Regions from separate parts of the Mus musculus genome. Here regions 2 and 3 are each linked to region 1. Evidence: chromatin contacts called from public promoter capture Hi-C data. All regions are on one chromosome and are shown on one strand. Each heading gives the region's core, a stretch centred on a gene start, on an enhancer-like site or on the middle of the called end of the contact. The rest is flanking DNA. Distances are from core to core; before and after follow the strand shown. Region 1 holds the start of Braf (Braf transforming gene). Region 2 holds the start of Casp2 (caspase 2). Region 3 holds the start of Gstk1 (glutathione S-transferase kappa 1).

Evidence for each region. Promoter capture Hi-C pulls out the DNA fragments that hold promoters and counts their contacts.
Region 2: a promoter capture Hi-C map of pre-B cells shows a contact between it and region 1, with 2.3 times the contacts expected there. The contact joins the promoter of Casp2 here to the promoter of Braf in region 1. A contact is called at or near these places in 2 of 39 promoter capture datasets (the C10 cell line and pre-B cells).
Region 3: a contact with region 1 is called in a promoter capture Hi-C map of pre-B cells, with 4 times the contacts expected there. The contact joins the promoter of Gstk1 here to the promoter of Braf in region 1. A contact is called at or near these places in 2 of 39 promoter capture datasets (cranial neural crest and pre-B cells).

Annotation. Positions count from the first base shown.
Region 1 is chr6:39,724,060-39,726,907 of GRCm38.p6, reverse strand. It overlaps Braf (Braf transforming gene), which reads left to right and starts at 1,445. Exons shown (of 22, transcript NM_139294.5): 1 at 1,445-1,801. The coding sequence starts at 1,613.
Region 2 is chr6:42,263,623-42,266,470 of GRCm38.p6, reverse strand. It overlaps Casp2 (caspase 2), which reads right to left and starts at 1,486. Exons shown (of 11, transcript NM_007610.2): 1 at 1,274-1,486. The coding sequence starts at 1,347. It overlaps Tmem139 (transmembrane protein 139), which reads right to left. Exons shown (of 3, transcript NM_175408.4): 3 at 1,916-2,743. The coding sequence ends at 2,344.
Region 3 is chr6:42,244,424-42,247,271 of GRCm38.p6, reverse strand. Gstk1 (glutathione S-transferase kappa 1) reads right to left here and starts at 1,337. Exons shown (of 8, transcript NM_029555.2): 1 at 1,179-1,337; 2 at 641-722; 3 at 333-461. The coding sequence starts at 1,250.

The sequences.
Region 1 (2,848 bases), core at 196-2,695:
AACAACAATACCCCAAAACCCCAACAGTTGTGTTTCAGACAAAATCAAGGAGGAAGTGTCCCTTGCCTGGTTGTTGGCCCTATTTTAGTATGCTTAGACATTATGTATTTATGGTTTTTAAAAACTGCCTTAAACTAGCATAGCTTGATAATATAGTCTCTATCTGTGATCATCTCCTTCACTCGAATCTGTCAGATCATCTTCTGACTTAAATGTAGCTCTCAGGGGAATGTCCCTGCTTGGAAGAGAATGTACAATGTCATTGGCAAACACAGAATAGCTATTTGATTGGTGGCATTTTTTTTCAATACACAAGAACGTAATGCTTTGATTCACCAAGCAGCCACACGTGCACTGCTTACCTTGAAGCAAAGCATCAGTTGCCGGGCCTGTGCTGATCAGACCAAATAGGCAGACATCCTATTGTCAGAAGCTTTCTACCTTTCAACTCATCCTAAATGCAATAAAGAGGTTGGTGGCGACCATCCCCCTTTCCATTAATAGAAGTGCACACACAGACACACAGACAACTCAACTCAAGAGTTAAACTGGAAATTCCTGAATAGTGTTGGTAGCTTCTGTTTTTCACTCCTGTTTTCTCTTTTTCTTAACACACTTCCTCTCTCCATTATTTCCTTCTTTGGTTAAACGTACTTTAACCATGTAATTTACATAAAGAAATTGGGTTTAATTTCTGCAACTTGGGCTTCTCTGAGATGATTTAATTCTCTTCTCCCAATTCTTTTTTTCATATACAGTTTGAAGAGAATGCCTTGGATCAGTCAGGATCTACAAAATATTTTAAATTATTTTCTTTGGAATAAAAATTAGCTATGATGCATAAGATGTCTAAAATGGTCATGTGTTCTCCTCAGGTCCTAGTGCATGGAAGGAGCCAATTGATAGTAAATGACTGAAACTAGGCAATAAATACCCTGAAGACCAGCTTTAGATTTTCATTTATACTTCAACAGATCAAGTCCTTTAGGGACAGGATACAAACACCATACTGAGAATTTAGCTGCTCCAAGACAGTTCTATGAAATTTGGCTTGGCTGATGTTTCAACCTTGGCGTTTAAGGTCTTATTTTTATGACACCCAGAGCTTCTTTGTAACGGCAGTAATAAGTACTACAGACTTTCCGGCCTTCTTCCCTCTAGGATTTTAACTTCTTTAAAACACCACCCCCTGCTCTTCTAGTAAATCCCACATGACAGAACAGGCTGAGAAAAAATAGGAAGCCGGAGCCATGGAAACTGTGCGGGTAGAAACGTGTGAGCGCGAGGGTGGTTGGAGGAGAAGGAACACTCCCCTGGCGACAGCGGCGCGAGGGTGCTCCTCGGATGACGTCACGCACCCAGGTGACGTCACGACCGTGACATGCGGGTGACGCCGTTGCCGCGGCGACTCCTCGTCGTCTCCGCCCCCTCCCCCCCCCAAATCCCCTCAGGCTCGGCTGCGCCGGGGCCGCCGGCGGGTTCCAGAGGTGGCCTCCGCCCCGGCCGCTCCGCCCACGCCCCCCGCGCCTCCGCGCCCGCCTCCGCCCGCCCTGCGCCTCCCTTCCCCCTCCCCGCCCCGCGGCGGCCGCTCGGCCCGGCTCGCGCTTCGAAGATGGCGGCGCTGAGTGGCGGCGGTGGCAGCAGCAGCGGTGGCGGCGGCGGCGGTGGCGGCGGCGGTGGCGGTGGCGACGGCGGCGGCGGCGCCGAGCAGGGCCAGGCTCTGTTCAATGGCGACATGGAGCCGGAGGCCGGCGCTGGCGCCGCGGCCTCTTCGGCTGCGGACCCGGCCATTCCTGAAGAGGTGAGTGGCGGCGCCATCCCCCCCCAGTGCTCGCGCGTCAGGGGCTCGGCGGGCCAGTGTTTATGCGAGGGACCGAGGCAGCAGAAGGAGCCCCGGCAGTGCTTGGTAGCCGGCGGGGAGGTGGTTATCGGCCGAGTGTCCCCCTCTGTCTTGTAGCTCCTCGCTACGTAAACACACACGATGGCCCAGGGGGGTTCCCCGGCCCCCACCCAGATGGGATTGGGGCAGTGGGGGCAGAGCTGGAGCCTTTTCAGAGGGGGCGAAACTCTGGGTTGGAGAAGGTCACGCCTGGCTGAGGCTTCCAGCCCTGCATCCCTGAGATGTTTTCCTTTTTGCTAGCCGGCAGGGACGGCGTCGAGGATGGAGCTTAGTGGCCAGGGCAGTACCCCTTGGTCCCCTAGCCCTAGGAACCGCCGTGTGCGATTACTCCCTGATCCTGGGGATGACGGAGCGCATCTTTCCACTCTCCTCACTATCTTCCCTTTGCAGGCCCTTGTCCCCTTCCCACTTTGCTACTTGTTTGGGGGATTTTTCTTTTGACCGGTTTTTGCCCAGGGGATGATTTTTTTTTTTGGTGTAGTCTTTACTTTTTCAGCCCCAAATTTTACTGTTCCGAAGCTTTTCCCATCCTGGTCTCTGATCCCCGAATAATACTGTTTGTCAGTGCTCCCTTGCTGACCCGTAAACCTCTATCCTCATCCACCACCCCGCTCATTTCTCAACTGTACCTACTTGCTTCTAACCTTAGTTTCCACGGAAGAGCATTTTTGCTCTTCTCTTGCCCTAGTCCCCTTGAGTGCCTCTACTTCATTCCACTGCACCGTCACCTTGTAATCCGTTGTTATCTTCACAAATCCTTTTGGACACTTTGCAAGCTATTCACTCCCTGAACCCCAAAGCTGTCAAGATTCCATCAGGTTTCACTTGGCCCTTTGCTCCCTTGCACTGCTGGCAGTTTGGGTTAGTCTTTCAGTGCACATACACACCTCAGTTGATATCCTTCGTGGGTTTGTTTGTTTGTTTGTTTGTTTGCTTGCTTGCTTGCGT
Region 2 (2,848 bases), core at 237-2,736, 2.5 Mb before region 1:
CAGAATGTACCTGCTATTTCAAAATTCACTAGAATTTTAACTGAGGTTTTAAAATTCATGCTCTACATGAATTTAAAACCTCAGTTAAGAATCACCTTACAAGACAACACAGTAATGGGGATAAATACAGGACCTTGGTTAAATTAAAATGAATACAGCAGCTGTTAGCTGGGTTTATCATTAGGTATATAATGAATGGTAGAGCAGAGTTCTTAGGTCATTAGGAAGATCCATTTCTTAAGCGGCTTCATTTCCTCGACTTCCACTCTACTGCTCTCTCCAGTTTCAGTTGGCTAGCCATGTTCCGGTTTCCTGTAGAGGGCACCTGACCTCTCCCCCAACACCTCATTCTCTTTGACAGGACTAGACCAGGAGACCAAACTCATTTTCAGTTTCTGATTCTCTTGCCTCAGGCATCAGGATGCCAGGATTACAGCCTTGTAGCCTTTAAATGCTGGCCCTGCACTAGGACACCCTTGCAAAAAAATAAAGGGGAGGGGGCTTTTCTCTAGACAATTGCATCCTCAGGTACAATTTACTGACTCCAGTTCTAAATCCTCTTATGTCCCAGGCTTGAATTTTTAACGAAGCAGTCGTCACCGTGTTTTATCTGAGGCTCCACCTACTCCGCACACCTGCCACTTCCTTTTATCTCAAACTACCAGGCTTAAAATATGAACTTTCCCGAAGTTTCCAGTCACCTGGAATTTTAGGGCACCCATGAAAAGTGGAATGGAGAAAAAGAACACCGAGAGGTTTCTAACGCTTTGATTCCGTGTCCTGTAAGAGTTCCCGTTTCTATATTAATGTTAGAGGTCTGGACAGGAAACAATAAAATTGTGTCGTCCTGTGCAATGTTTTCATCGAAACTGACGGAGGAGGCGGAGAAACGGGAACCATCTAATCCTCTCAAAGGATTCAAATCCCCCAAACCTGTGTGGAACTCTCTGACAAACATCTATTATATGAGAAAGCAGTGCAGGGCACGAGATAGTCAATCCAAGTCAAATGCGCCCAAGGCCGAGCTGCGAAGTCTCTGGTTTTTAAAGAGAAATGAGTTTAAGTCCTCAGCTAAGAACTGGAAGGAAAAGCCGGAGCATCTCTGGAAAAGGTGAGATGCCGCAGGCGAGAAGTAGCGCGGGACGGACAAGATCGCTCTCATAGACTCCTCTGCGCTGGACAAAGGGAGGCTGCTGCAGCCCCTGTACACGCGGCACCAGGCCAAGAAGCCGCGCCGCTCGCCTGGCCGCCTCCCCTCCTCTGCCCTCCTCACCTGCTCCTCCTGTCAGCCGCCATCAGCCCCTTCCTGTGCAGGGAGGACTGCGACCTCCCGCTCGGCGCCGCCATTTCCAGCTTTTCCCGGGCTGCACACGCACCACCCACAAAACAAACAAACGCTGGGCCGCGCCAGCCCCCGCATCCCTCCCCCAGCCTCCCACCGCGCCGCGCTTGCGCACGGCTCCGCCCGACGCCAGCAAGCCCCACCCACGCCGGGACATGCGCAAGCGCACACTGCTCGCTGAGGCTCGCACAGCCCAATGGGAAGAGAGGAGGCGCTAGAAGGAACGGGAAGGGGCGGGAAAAGAGCGAGGGTTCTCCTACTCGGGGACCTGATTGGCTATCGATTCCCGCGGAAACCGCAGCCCCCTCCCCTGGTTCCTCCGACCCCTCCTGAAGTAACTACAAGAGACCAAAGGGGCTGGGCTTCCCTTGTTATCCTTGTTCGCCTTGAACTTCCAGGGCCAGGATGCAGGGAAGACGGAAAGCACTAGGAGGCGCTCTTCTCCCAGGCTGGGGCAGCTCGTGGTCGCGCTTTTCCTACACAAGTGTCCTCTCATTCTCTTATCTACCAGTTGACAAGGCTATAAAGTAATGCGGATTGCCTGCTTGGTATTGAAAACAGGAGGCACTGGAATTGGAATTTGATTCGAGTTATTTTTATGTTTTTACTAGCATCCCGTTCTTGTGCAAACTATTCAGCTCCCCTCAACCTTAGAAGCTCTCATTATCTTGGTAGGTAATACCCCATCAGGAATCTCAGGGAGACTTGGTGTCTACAATAGAAGAAACACAGCAGTCACTCAGAGGTATCCCTCCAGCTTCTCTTGGTAACTTATCTCTTTCTCATCTTCCACCTTACTCTGGAAATACTGGTCATCAGATAGGTTCCAGAATGTTTCCAGAAGAATCTAGGTGTGCCATTTATCTGTGAACGACATGCCACAGCCCGACTCCCCGCTGCTTTGAAGGCCTCGATTGTGATGTCCGGGTAAAACCAGTTTCTGATCCAATAGACACTAGGAAATGCTGGGCAAATGAGTGCACAGGTTCTGAGGGCACCACTTAGGGAAGTATCCATTTATCTTCATAGAAAACACTGTCATCATCAGCATGAGCAAAACTGATTTCATAGGCAGGAGGTGGAGTACTAGGCTCCAGTTTGGGGGCCACTCTCATGCTTTGCAGATCAGGAGCAGTGGCCACAACTCGTGGACCCCTAAGTCGAAGAATTCTTCCAGGGTTTCCTCTGGCAGTCATTGTCCCCTCTGAGCCCACTCGCCTTTTCAGACTGCCTGTGCTGGGACTGTCTGGTTGGCTAGGCTGTGCCCCCTCAACTCCTGGGGATATTATGATACTGCTGTAAGGGGGTGGTTGCTCCAGCTCTTGGAGGTGGCTCTGTGGTTGTGAATCCATCACCTCTACAGCCTGTTCATAGGTTGGCACCTCAAAAGCTCCATTGTCTCTGTGGGAGAAGAAATATGGTCGTTAGTGGGTACCTGAAAGAAGACCCCCTTTTTCTGTTCCACCATTCTTGCAAAAGACCTCTCTATTGTCTGCTGACCATTGC
Region 3 (2,848 bases), core at 88-2,587, 2.5 Mb before region 1:
TCACCTGCAGTCTTTAATTCCAGTTTCTCATAATGGATTTACTCTATGCAGTTCTTGCTTCTCCCATCCCTCTCTTTTGGCTAGCTGATGCTGGGTTCCCCACACAAGCATGTTTTATTTCTTGATATCCTATGAAAGCCTCAGCTGGACTGCTCTCCACTACATTCCCCAGTGTTTCTGACCCTCTTCACTTATTTATTTCTGTTTCCTCTGAAACTGGAGTTATAGGTGGTTGTGACCCACCATTGTGGGTGCTGGGAATTAAATTAGGTCCTCTGGAAGAGCAGCCGGTGCTCTTAACTGCCGAGTCTTCTCTTCATCCTCCTCCTCACCTTTCTTCACAGTCTCACCAAAGAAATCCTTGGGTATGTTGAGGGGAACCTGGAAGAACTGCTTCAGGAGAGGAATCTCTTTGAAGATGTACTGGCCTTTTCGGGGAACCATAGCAGGTGGTTGGTTTCCTGGCAGTGGAGAGTTAAGACAACTGGTGAGAGAGGACATGAGGGTCTACTGGAACCTCTCCAGTAGAAAGCAAACTACTAGTTTAGGCTGAGGTCTGCATACTCAGTGCAGGACAGGCCCCTCAGGCCACAGAAAGCAACCCTCCTTGCCCAGAGAGGTGGAGCTTCTTCATGCTTACCGCTGTCTTTCATGATCCCAGCGATTAAAGTGGGCCGCAACTGCAGCTTTATATTCCAGAGGTGTTGGTATCTGCATAGGACCTACAAGTGCAGAGATAAGAAGGGGAGCTTGTGTGGCATTTGAGGGCTGTCTTCTGCCTCTAAGTGCTGGACAGAGATGGGGACTTCACACTGAACTGGTTGGTTTAATAGGACAAAACTCTCAGTTCTTTGAAATAGATACCAGAATGCTTACTCCAGTGTACGGTTTTCATCCCGTAGAGCATCCTAGCGCCCCTGATCCCCCTCCCCGAACTTGACCTAGCTTCATTGGAGTTGCCTCTGTTCTTTCTAGGGTCTGTGGAAAGAGAATATTTGACCTTAGGATCAGGACCCTACTTGGCGGAGTCTCGGTCCGTTTAAAGGCACAAAGTGAACTTGAACCTGAACCCTGTGCTAACCCTGAGGGCATCCACTGGAATTTCTGCAGCCCGGTGATCAGTGCCCCACTGTGCACTCGCCTCGCAGACCACAACCCGGGCGGCTCCCCCGTGTCACCTCAAAGCCCAGCCAGGAGTACGGGGACAGCACGTCGTAGAAGAGTTCCAGGATGCGCGGCGCCGGCCCCATTCTACAGTGGTGAGAGAAAGTGAACTTGAAGCCTTGGGCTGCCGAAGAGCTTTAGGTAGCTGAAGAGCAAGCAGCCAATCGTAGTCCGCGAATTGCAGGCGGGTCTGCTAAGGGCCCTAGTGCGCAGTCTCCGGGAGAGGCCCCGCCCTATAGGGCTGGCCCAGGGGTGTACACGGGTAGACCAAGAGCGGATGAGGAAGGCGGAGTCTGAGATAAAGGGGAAGGTCAGATCCAGAGAAGGATCTCAAGTGTGTGCAGCCAGCTCTAGAACTTTGTCCCTCAAGCAAGAAGGCAATACACAAGGATCCAAATTTGCGTTGGATGACGTTTAAAGACCGGCAATATGGAAGTTCCGAATTGCATCTTTTATTGTATTCACTTTCTCAGAGATAAGAACAATGTTTAGAATGAATTTGACAGTTGACATAGTGGTCTTTTAAAAAATCTTCATTCTATACATTACAGCACACCCAGGGGATGCCTGAAACTGTAGATGAAACTCTACATATTATGTTTTTTTTCTACACACAGTAAATTATAACTTATAAATTAGGCACATTAGTGATGAATGCTAGAAGAACCATAACATGCCACACTAAAATTTGTGCCTTATTATAATAAAAATGTTACTTGAACATAAGTATTTCATCAGTACAGCACTTGATCTGATAACGGAGGTGGTCACAGAAATGGAGGTAGGTAATATATACAGTGTGGACACACTAAACAAAAGGATGACTTACATCCCAAGAGGGAAGGCACAGGACTTCATCTGCTACTAGTATTATTCATTTATTTAGGGTTTTTGGGGGAGTGGGGTGGGGTCTTGATATGTTGCTTTGTATATCCTGGAACCATATACTATTGTTATCATTTATTATTAAAAGTTTTGGTATTATAGATGATATGGGGGGAAAAACAAAAATATATTCCCTTTTCGTCTGTGGAGGGGGTTTAGTGGGTCAATGGTGCAACTGTGTTGACCTGATTTTTGATCTTCAGAGTACACATGATGCTGTGTTTAGTAGCATTAATCTGTAATCCCAGTGTTCCTACTATGAGATAGGAGGTAGAGACAAGAGAGTCCTTGGAAGCTCCCTGGCCACTTATCTTAGCATACATAATACTGCTGTATATTCAGAACCTTGATTAAACAAGGTGGACAACAAGGAAAGACCTCCTCATGTGGGGTGCCCACATTGTAATATTCAAACATACGCACATCACATACTGACAGGTTAAAAATGTACTTACTTTTATTTTCTTACACCATTATATTGCTGAGAGTAATAGCTAGTGTTAAAAGAAAGCTTTAGACAACTTAGAGTACCTTTAGCAAAGAACACTTCAGACATTAGGTAGCATCAGGAGAGGTTCAAAGAGTGCCACTCTGCAATGTGGGCGTTTAATATTTACAGACAGAAAAAGTGATTAAGGCTCAGAAATAACTGGTCATGGTGAGGAGTTGGTGGTACTAAGACGTGATCTTCTGATGGTTGACTACCTGTGGTTCGTTAAACTTAGATGCTTATAATTGGATGAAACCCAGCAGCTTGTTGGGAAACTCAGGTTCATAAGTTCTCTATTTCTTTAATAAA